Regions from separate parts of the Mus musculus genome. Here region 2 is linked to region 1. The links are chromatin contacts, called in public Hi-C maps. All regions are on one chromosome and are shown on one strand. Each heading gives the region's core, a stretch centred on a gene start, on an enhancer-like site or on the middle of the called end of the contact. The rest is flanking DNA. Distances are from core to core; before and after follow the strand shown.

Region 1 (5,221 bases), core at 1,717-4,216:
GGCCTGTGCCAGGACCTCTGTGCTCATGTTATAGCTCCCACTGTAATTTTACAGGATTCCAGAATGCAGTAGTGCAGTAGGTCTCTGATTCTTGTGCCTCCTCTTGGGCTCTTTTCCTTTTGCTAGTTTATCTTGTCCAACATCAATGTGATCATTTTTATCTTATATTTTATTTTTTAAGAAAGCAAATGAATGAAATCCTAGCCACTAGGGTAAAGGTTAACAACTGAACTGTCATTCAGACCTGCTGGAAGAAGGAAGGTCAGTTTTCTCCGATGGAATGACACTGGGTATATATCAACCAATCCAGGTCAGGCCCGTGTTCAGTAGTTGACCAGCGTACAATGGTTGTATCCACAGCTTTTTGTGCTTTTGATTACATATTTGGGGGGGGGTCTGTTTTCTTGGTTTTGTTGTATTGAGTTTTTCTTTTTTTTAGAAAGTTGGGTGTGTAAGGATGGGGAGAGGATCTGGAAGAACATGGGGAGAGGGGAAGAATATGATCAAAATATATTTAAAGTTAAATACTTTAAAGTTTAGATAATTTAAAAATATAATAAAAATAAATAAGAAGGCTGAGCAATCCAGAGGGAGCAAGCCATTAAGCAGCACCTCCTCTCTACATCAGCTCCTGCCTCCATGTTCCTGTCCTGTTCTGAGTTCCTGCCCTGACTTCCTTCAGGACTACGTGTGGAGATGTGGAGATGTGGAGGTGTAAGCCAAATAAATCCTTTCCTCCCCAACTTGCTTTTGGCCATGGTGTTGCATGATAGCAATAACCCTGACACCAGGACGTCACCTTTCACGGTCAGGCATAGGTCCCTTGACAACTACACAGGGTGAAGTATTCTTGGAGACTCCCCTCCCCGCCAACCCCTGGAGAACAATTTGTCACTGCAGCCTCAGTTCTCTAGCATAAGATGCCCGAGGCTGACCACTCGGAGACCCAGTAGACAGCTTGCTTGCTTACAGAGCCTTCTGTGCATGTGGGCGGACAACATCTGAGACCCAGAACCAAGGTTCTGAGAGTTCCGTTCACACGGCTCTGATGTAGAACTCACGTTTTCACAGACACCAGTCCATGTCACCGTCACTGGCCTAAAGTCCTGTCAGAAGCTCTGCACTACTAAAAGTGGTATGTGGCCGAGAGCTGCCCAGTGGAAGGTGCTTCTGGGACTAAGCTCTCCTGGGAGAGACACTGAGCCCCAGAACGGTGCCTTCTCAACAGTGTGGGCTAAAACAGGAGGCCTGGAGCCAGAATGCGTAGGGAGCTCATTTCTTCTTTGGTGAAGAAACTGGTCTTTCCTTCCTCAGGCTCTACTGGCCTCAGGTAGGCCCATGGTTCAGCAATGTGGGTGGCGTGAATAGTTATGGGCAGAGGGCAGGGCCAGCCCACTCTGAGCTGCTGCTGGGGGTCAGCAGGGTACAGAGCTCACACATCATGCTGGCCTGCTCCTTCAGTCTTCAATAAAGCCTGGGACAAGTGCCAGTGGCCTTTGCTGGCCTATTTATTTATTTGGAGACAAGATTTCACTATGTATGTAGCCCTAGATGGCTAGGACCTCACTATAAGATCCTTCTGCCTCTGCCTATCCCCTCTGGCCCTGGCCCAATGCTCTTGAAGATACATAATGCATCCCGCAGGCAAAGCCCAGAAGTCCAGTCTACTAGGTTCTGTTTGTTTCAGAATAAGATACATCTCTACCCTTCTGCCCAGCAGAGCAGGCCTCCTGAAGATGGAAAGCTCTGTCCCAGGCCGCAGGTGGCAGGGTCCACTTGGCTCAAGCCGATTAAAAGCATAAACTCCCCTAGCTCAGTCTTTCCTGGGGAGCCCCTGAAAGGCAGGGCAGCAACTCAGGCCCTGGCAGAAGATAACCACTCTGTGACTCCAGGGCCAAAACTCAGTCTTGCCTGATTGAAGGACAGAGGTAGGGGAGGACACACCCAGGAAACGGTTCTGAGTGGCTCCTCCATCTTCCTCTCCCAGCCCCCAGAACAGGGGTGTTGGGGGCACAAAGGCAAGGCTGGATGTTCTTACTTCTCCAAAGCCCCCTCTCATCCAAGGTTCCTACTTCCACCTGTGTATCTTCAAAGGTTCTCAGGGCCAGACACTGGGGTACTGCGGGGAGGGGCATCTGTTGCTCTAGCCATGAGCTGACAGCAGGCACAAGGGTGCCCAGAGCTTCCATTCACCAAGACACATCCCTCCTGACACAAGGGCCTCCAGGGTGGTTGGGAGAGACCCTGAAAATGGAGAGATGGTATGTGTTTAGGGACGTGCAGACACTGTCTGATGTCACATCTTCCTGGAAAGCTTCAATGTGAAGAAGGCTTTGCTGCTACAAAAAGTTGAGAGAAGCAGGGTGTGGTAGTGCAAACGTTTAATCCCAGAACACTGGGGAGGCCGAGGGAGCCGGATCTCTGCGAATCCAAGGCCAGCTTGGTCTACAAAAAGAGTTCCAGGACAGCCAGGGCTATTACACAGAGAAACCCTGTCTCAAAAAAATAAAAAGTTGGGAGAACATCCCACCACCTCCAAATCTCAGATCCAGGTCCACAGGACACCATTAGAGCAGCCGCTGGGCTAGTCAGTGATGGATCCACACCAAACCCCTCCTTCCTGAGCCTGGAGAAGCCTCAGAGGCACCAAGGCTCTCGTATTGCCCACAGGTTCCTCCTGAGGGCTATGGCACCCTCAAAACCCAAGAGTATTTTCCATCAAAATCAGGAACAAGAAAAGCCACTACCACCATCAGGGCATCCATCCCTTAGCTCTAATTGAGCCATGGGAGAAAACAGACACAGGAGGCTCCATTGGAGGAAACAAACTGTTCAGGTCTGAGCCTCTGCCTGAGTGAGGGGTTTAGGGTAGACTGGAAAACCAGAGTAAGCCCTGAGGCAGGAGACTGAAACTACTGCCTAGAGCAAAGAGTGGCCTAGCTTCAGACTTGTATCCTGTCAGGTGACCCTGAGTGAGCAATACCACTGGCACAGTGCCACCTTGACAGGGAGGGCCAGGGCCCTTCTCCACCCCATTAGAGGATTGTCACCTCTCTACAGGTCAGGCAGGTGCAGCTTTGAACTATTCAGGCAAGAGCCTCAACACGGACTCCTGTTTATTTCTTTCCATGCTTAGACAAAGGAGCAGAGACAGTTTTCTTTTCTTTCTGTTTTCTTTTTGGTCTCGGAAGTGACAGAGGGGAAAGGAATGTGGCCTCACAGGGCAGAGACGGTATCTCCTAACCTGGGGTCTGTTTTCACTTCTGCCTTCCTTCTCCCCTTCCCAGTCCTGGTGACATAGCAGCATCTCAGACCAAGGCGGCCTTGCAGGCTGGGGCTGGGAGCCAGGGACCCATGCTTTGAGTGGAATGTGGAAGAGATGCGACTAGGTTCCTGGCTCAAGTGCACAGAGACCCTATACCCAAGGGCTGGAGGAGAACCCAGTACGTGCAATTTGGTTTCCTCAAAGCCTATAGGGCAGCTCGTGCTGAATAACGGAGGCCAGGCACAGGAGGATGCCCTGTAGCTAGGCCCAGCACCCACACCAGGAGTTTCACAGGCTGGGCAGAAAGCCCTGTTTCTGTTTGCGGATGCCTAAGCTTTGCAGCCTCTAGCACACAAAGCAGCAAACATGTCACCAAGCTCCAGGACACTTCTCGGCTAGGAACGCTGAAGCCTGAACAGATACATTCAGCCGAGAGGAGCCAGGTGCCCTAAGCTGGGTCCCTCCTCATGCACACCTGCTCCTCTGGAGGCAGGCCAGCCACTGTGCCCAGCATGTTTCTGCACACAGCCAGCCAGAGACACGTGGGTCCCTGGGACAGAAGTCAGAAGTTCCAGGACAGCAGCTGCACCCTCATTGTCGGTGACCTTGGGAGAAGAAGAAAGGATAAGAGGTTACCAAGGGGTCAGTTATAAGGAACAGAACCCTAGAGGGTTCAAGTATCAGGACAGAGCCTTACTGAGTTTGTACCAGTGTCCCTTCAGCCTTCTCCTTTGGGCACTATGGCTTTGCAGAGACCCCAGAGGCTGTTCTGCACCCTCACCAGCTCTCACCAGGCCAGTGAACCATACTTCCCTCGTTCCCACAAGTTCTGCCGCCCGTGGCTCAGCCATGCCAGAGGACGGTAGAGGATCTTAGATGGTGGGAGGCTTTGGAGCACAGGGTCAGCCCAGTCCAGTAGGAGGGCCAAACACTAGGATGTCTGCAAGGAAAGTTTGCTGTTCTAATAATGAGCTCACTGTACAGGAAAATCCTTAGTCCCTCAGTCACCAGGACACATCCTCTACCCCCAGGGTAAGGGAGAGCAGACCTGAAAATCGATGGTGATGGTGATGGTGATGAGTATGTATATGTCTGGATAGATGGATTAGGGGTGTGGTATCAGCCCCAGGCGTCTGGCTTATAGAGCCTTTCTACAGCTCCAAGCCTAGCCACTGTGCCTAGCTCAGTGAGCACAGATACCTGTAAGCACTGTACTAAGCTGAGGTGTTTTGGAGAAATGTGTCAACTCAGCAGTCTTCAGATAAAATGGATGCCTAACGTGGCTGAAGCACTAAAGACCATCTCCTCGGAGCTGCAGATAGTTAAGTAGCAGGACTATAAAAAGTGAATCAGACAGGAAGTAAGGACACAGCCAGCTTCAGAAAGCAGATTCCTGTGTGATCTGCACGCCAGGGTCCATTTATTCCCGCAAACCTCAAATCTCATTCCCAGCAAGCTAAGTCTGTATGTGTTGACGGGGAGGAATGTTCAGAGAACACAAAATCTCTGTCTAGGAAACAACTCTAAGGAACGCTTAACCCGAGAGAGAGAGAGAGAGAGAGAGAGAGAGAGAGAGAGAGAGAGAGATTCTGTAAATCAGGAGCTGGAGAGACACCTCAGCACGTAAAATCCCAGCACCTGGATGGGTGTGGCAGCTACGTGTGATCCCGATGCAGACGGCATAAAGGGGACCCTCTGCGTGTGCACATGTATGTGCAGCATGACTGTGCACGATTTCACATAGACAGTGAGCAATTGCGGCAGGTCAGCCATCTACAGAACCAAGAGGGACCCCTGAAGTCCCTTGAGAACCAAAGGAGGAACTCAATTCATCAAGATGCACATGTTAGAAAGCCACATGCAAACAGGTTCTGGGGCAAAGAGCCTCACCCATCACCCTAGCAGCAAAGTACAGCTGACCTATAGATTATAGCACACAATCTTCTAGGTGCCCAG
Region 2 (5,774 bases), core at 2,425-4,924, 210 kb before region 1:
CATTGAAGAGCTAGTACAAGGGAGGGGGTAAAGGGGGGGGGGGAGAGGAAGGACTTCTAGGAAGGGCTAGAAGGCAGGATCAGAGAAGAAAACACGAAGTTGAGGTTACTATGACCACAGGGCCAAGGTGGTAGCAGGGAAACCCACAGGCAAGGCTGGAAGCCAGTGTATCTAGAGCCAGTCCAGGGTTAGGGGAAAGTCCCCAGGAGTCACAGTTTTCATTTTAGGAACCGAGTTACATAATCATTCTTCAAATCTGGTCTTCAAATCTGGTAGTCTTCATCTAAATTCCAAGTAGCACTTTCCCTTTCTAAGTGAGTTTTTATTGTTTAAGCAAATAGCCTTTCATAGCACAAAGGTCATATTTGAATGACTAGAACTCAAGGGTCAATTACGATCCTACATATCTTCAAAAGAAAAGAATCTAAGATCAACAGCTATGGGCAGTGGAGGAAGAAGCTCCAGGATAGCAAGAAAACACTAGCATAACTGTCAGGCAGGGCATGGTACCAGGCATACTGACCCCTCTCTAGACACTATAGGCACTTCTCAGAAGTCAGACTTGGCCAGAAACTCCAGAAGGAGATATGACCTCACCAGGGCAGAGAACAAGGTAGATCGGACCATGCTGTGGTCATAAGATAACTGTTTAACGTAGACATCATCTGGAAGAGACCTAGGCTCAGGGGGAAAGGCCCAGGAGAAGGAACAAAATGAGTGGCTGGTACTCTGAAGGGCCACATCTACCCAGCAGGCCAGTCTGCTCTGTTGAAGGTCCCTGGTTGAAAAGAGTGGCATCTGACAGACAGCTATGCATTGAAAGCCAGCAAACAGGATGAAAACCATCCACAGCAGGTGTCAGCACAGCCTCAGGACCATAGCAGGAAAAAGCCTGGCTGAGACTCAACCAAAGTTATAGCCAGCACCGGCACCAGAGGGAGCACTGATCATATCCATCCCACAGGCACGCAGGCAGGAGCACACTGTGTGTATCTAAAAGTGGAGGCAGAGCAGAGAGCTCATCAGATGCACCCAGAGAGGGACTTAGCCCTGCCCTGACTGCCTCAGAAAAGCAAAACCCAAACACCCTCGCAAGTCGCAGGGTCCTGAACCTGAACAGAGAATCTGAAGCCTCACAAGGGTGACAAGGACAACTCTAGAAGGGTAGCTGGCCAGCTGGCAGGGGTCAAAGGGTGCTTCACGTTGTCAGTTACATTAAATTTTTTAAAAGTAAAGTATGTTTGTGTGTATCTCATACAGTAGTAGTGAAGACTTTAAAGGAACAGAGCAGTGCTGAGAAGGTGGGCTGGGACTGTCAGACGAGTCCTGACCTGACCAGGCTGTCCAGGACATACCTCACCTCCTAACCTCACTGGACCTTCACGAGCCTCCCATCTGCCAGCTGTGGGCTGTGTGGCACAGGCTTGGGACTGATTTGCCTCTTTAGGAACATGAACCCAATGAGTGGCACACTGTACCCAACAACATCACCAAGAGCTTTGCCTAAGTCCCTGCACATCAGTGACTCCATCTTGCCCTGGATTTTACTCCTCACCACTGACGTCGGTGCCCACACTGGGCTAGTGGTTTGGGGATCACCTCATGATATGATCACACCACTGTGTGTCTTGGGGCCAGTTTTTGTCCTGCCTAAGCTACTTCTATACATTAAAGATGAGGCTTCCCCAACAGGTGGTAGGAAGTAGCCATGAGCTGATGTGAGGAAGGGCTGTGGGTCACTGCCACTTGGCAGGACTCCTTTGCTTCATTCATACCTGGGCACATTTGACCTGGGCCTCAATCTGTGTTGGACTTGGGGATATGGAATTCACAATGATGATCACAACACATCTGCCATAGTCAAGGAAGCAATGGGCACTGTTGTCTCCTGAGATCCCAACAGTCTGTGTGACTGGGATACGAGGAGTGGTCACCTCAGAGGACAAGGCTGGGATCCCACTGGGCCACAGCAGCAGCACCAGGAGCATGCTCTGGGTAGCCATTCCTTGTGGGTTCCACACACTGGTGCCAGCTAAGCCACTCTAGTAACAGGGCACGCTTCTCTCATGGGAACACACACCTAGGACCTGTCTAACTAGCACTCAAACAGGAATCTCATTCAGAACTATATCCTGGCGCTCTTCCATTGACCCATTCTCGCCATGGACTGATATCTGGAGTGTTTTGTAGGTGTGCCTGTTCTCCTCACAGACTGATATCTGGAGTGTTTTGTGTGCCTGTTCTCCTCACAGACTGATATCTGGGTGCTTTGCTGCTAGCATGCTCTTTCTCTTTATGGAGCATGTTTGTTTTAAGAACAAGCAGCATGCTTACCTTCATAACAGATTCTTCTGCAGGCCAACACCACACATCCATTGTTAAGAAAGCCCTTCTAGGGGCTCTGGTATTTTCAAGCTCTATGTAAGCTGAAATCTACTTTTGCTCAGCCTTCATGATGCATGTCCCCGGCCCCCTCCCTCGTCTATAGGACCTCTTCTCTTGCTTCTTTGGCTACAGCTTTCTTAGGTTGGAGGAATTTTTTAGTTGTATGACACCTACCCACCATGTGATGCGTGAGTTCCCCTTGGGTGGAAGCATAGATGATTAATGAACATATCACATGACATAGGGTTGTAACTGGAATATGAAGGAGGAGGGGAAGAGCAGAGCAGAAAAAGTAATTTTAAACAACAACAACAACTAAATGCTGTCTTAGTTTGCTGAGATGTACAGTCTCTAGAAAGTCAATGGATTCCTGGCAAGCTAAGCCAGAGAAAACCAAATATCACCAGACCTATGAGACCCAAAGACTGGAAAAGTTCACGAGAGCAAAGTAACGGAACACAGACCCAGCGAAGATGCTCCAGTTCCTCTGATGTCATTCAGGGAACAGATTCTCATGTGACAAGAATACAGGCCACATCCATCAGGAAAGAAGGCAAAATAAGTACATTTTCAAAGAAGAAGAAAATTCAGGAAAATCCCTTCCACAGACCTGCTCTGCCCCAAGCAGCACCAGGGACGGTTGTGTGCAGGGGCCACTAGGATTCGTGGAATGGAGGAAAGGTCTAGGTAAGCAGAAAGATAGCTTCTTGCTGTTTTAGATACATAGCTTCTAAGGTAACTAAATCCACACATTTTCCCAAATTTCATATATACATATATTATATATATTAAACACACACACACACACACACACAAAACACAGAAACCGTGATATGTGTGTTTATACATAAGCAAAACAACCCACATCTCAGCCTCAGTGTGACTGAAGATGATATAGCGGCACTGCTAACACACCCTGGATCAGGGCTTCTGGAGAGACAAAAAGTTAGGTCAGGAAATGGAGTCCCCAAGATTCTGGGGCAGATTCCAGGCCATCCGTGCATGGGCTCTAGGGAGATCTCGGGGGTCTACAAGTTAGAGCAGGTCGGCACACAAGAGAATCATCTGTGGCAGGCTTCCTGAGAAGAAAATAAAACATAGAGAAGCCACCTGGGTCGGAGGGGAGTAAAGCACAAGGGAGGAGATGTCCACAAAGGAGTTTGAGAAGTCAAGAACCATGATGCTCAAGAAGAAGCCATCAGGAAATAAGCCACAACCAGCCAGGGTACCTGACTCAGCAACTGACAGGAGAGGGCGCCAGCACACCAGGAATCTCGCAAGCTACCACCACAGCTGGGAACAGCAAGTTCCAGGAGTCCCTGGCATGCTGCTGAGGGTTAAAAGTCCTGCATACAGAGAAGCCTCTACAGGATAACCATGCAGCAGAGTAAGCTAAGCTCACTGTGACCACAGAGCCAGAACCACCACAAGAAGAAATGAAGAGCCAAACAGGAGACGAGGACCACAGTGCTCACGGAATAGAGTGATGGCAGGAAGAACAAATCACAATGGGCACCAGGAAAGAGCAAGCAAGGAACCTCAGCACTGTGTAAGTGAGAAGTCCTGTTAGGCAGGAAGGAAGCAGGAGGAGGGAGTGACAGCCAACCGGCTGGGAGGAGGATACAGAGCTGAAGCAGGACAGAGCAGAGCAGCACTGGCCACCATCACAGGAAACAAGATTGAATTTGCCCAGAAACAGGCCCCTAGAGCACCCGAAACAAACTTGAAAACATCTCCAAGGCCTCTGGAGCAAAAGCCCTACAAACAGTAACAGCAAAAGCCCAGCCTGGGACTGGACTCTGCAAAAGCAACGTCAAAGGAAGGAAACCATAGAAACACCTTCAGAAACATTTCAAGGGGACAAAGTACTATATCCACTGAGGGTACTGCCAAGCCAGCTTCTCATAAGGAAATGGAGCATGTCTGTCCCAACAGTGCTCTAAGACATCTAGGTGATCCAGGTAGGGACTATCTGTTTAGGCCTTGCTAGCCACTTGTGTGTGTGTAAGAGCTGAGCTTTCAGGGAGAACATAAAACCAGCTACAGGCTATGCCCCACTTCCTAAAACAAATTTGGCTAACAAGGTGCAGATCCCAGGTTCAGTCACTGATAGTGCCTGTTAGGTTCTTCAGCACCCACAGGTACAACTATACACTACATATAACTCTTTACAACCTCAAGGTTTCCACACAGATAGGGGAGCATTTTTACCTCTTCCATCATGTACCCAATCTGATGTTGTCACCAATGACAAGCCATATATGGAACAGTGGTCTCCAGTAATGGAACTGGAAACCCTACCACCTCATGATGGCATGGTGTTGGTGTCTGTGGTAATGCCAGCACACAGCCACTATTGCACAGATGACTGTTCCTGGTTTACATATTCAGTGTGCTGTATCTTCAGAGATAGAGTGTTCTACTCCTCCTTCCTAAAAAAAGACTTCTCTAAAATGGTCTGCCTACAGTGCAGCAGCAGCAGCCTCCTCCATCTCTAATCATCACACCCCCTTACTACATCCAAGGGCTACCCTGAATGCCTGCCCTGGCCACCAAAGTATATGAGTATACTCTGGATGCGTGCCTAGCAAAAGTATCTCATGACATGCTTCTCAGAATGAGTCCCTGCTGTTAATTGACACATGACTGTGTATCACAAAACTAGGGCAACCACTCAAAATGCCAGTAAAAAGGCAAACATCTAAAACATAAGTCAGAACAGAACACAAAACACAAAACAAAGTAGGAATGAGAAACAAAGAACAAAAAGCAGAGTATGCACGCAGCAAGCAAGCATGAAGGGCAGACCCAACCCAGCCCACTGATGCTCACAATAGCAAGTCTGGACCTGCTCTGAATGATGTGGCTGTGTAAAAGGAAACAGTTCTTTGAGATTGTCCCCAGAACCAAACCCACTAAGACAGCTCACCAGCTGGCCCTGGAGTCAGTCTGGACAGCCGGTGGAAGGTGGTAAGTTGTAGAGAGGCCTCAGGTGTGCTGCCAACCAAGACCCCACATTAGGAAGGCACAGGTTTGAAGCACTTATTCAAAGAAAGAGCCACTTCATGGGGACAGAGTCAGTACTGATGCCAGAAAAGGCCTCAGAAGATGAAACTCAAAACCATCAGAGAGGAAGACAGAAAAATGACCTAAGGGAAGGGGCGACAACACAAAGCACTCTGGGCAAAAATAACAGAAAAAGAAACAGAGCCACAGTCACTGAAGAAGCAACATATACACTCATGTGCAGACTCACAGTCATGGCACACACGTGTACACACACTCATGTGCAGACTCACAGTCATGGCACACATGTGTACACACACTCATGTGCAGACTCACAGTCATGGCACACACGTGTACACACACTCATGTGCAGACTCACGGTC

Evidence for each region. Hi-C and Micro-C count contacts between places; a contact is called where the count stands out from the background.
Region 2: a Hi-C map of bone marrow-derived macrophages shows a contact between it and region 1, with 24 read pairs. The contact joins two enhancer-like sites. A contact is called at or near these places in 5 of 484 Hi-C or Micro-C datasets (the G1E-ER4 cell line, bone marrow-derived macrophages, cranial neural crest and 2 more), 8 of 115 datasets of contacts at active chromatin or transcription factors (SST interneurons, bone marrow-derived macrophages, differentiating embryonic stem cells and 5 more) and 3 of 9 other capture datasets (adipose tissue, embryonic stem cells and liver).

What each region holds. Positions count from the first base shown.
Region 1 is chr7:139,265,121-139,270,341 of GRCm38.p6, reverse strand. Pwwp2b (PWWP domain containing 2B) reads right to left here. Exons shown (of 3, transcript NM_001098636.1): 3 at 3,089-3,870. Among named protein-coding and RNA genes, the nearest start is that of Gm51504, 11 kb to the left of the region's middle. Within about 2 kb of position 2,966, at least 82 of the 459 cell types and tissues checked have an H3K27ac peak or open chromatin away from gene starts, as enhancers often do. A contact at or near this core is called in bone marrow-derived macrophages, granulosa cells and heart atrium, where this site is marked.
Region 2 is chr7:139,471,256-139,477,029 of GRCm38.p6, reverse strand. The region is part of intron 2 of Inpp5a (inositol polyphosphate-5-phosphatase A); the gene reads right to left. Among named protein-coding and RNA genes, the nearest start is that of Gm46004, 85 kb to the right of the region's middle. Within about 2 kb of position 3,674, at least 50 of the 459 cell types and tissues checked have an H3K27ac peak or open chromatin away from gene starts, as enhancers often do. A contact at or near this core is called in bone marrow-derived macrophages, granulosa cells and heart atrium, where this site is marked.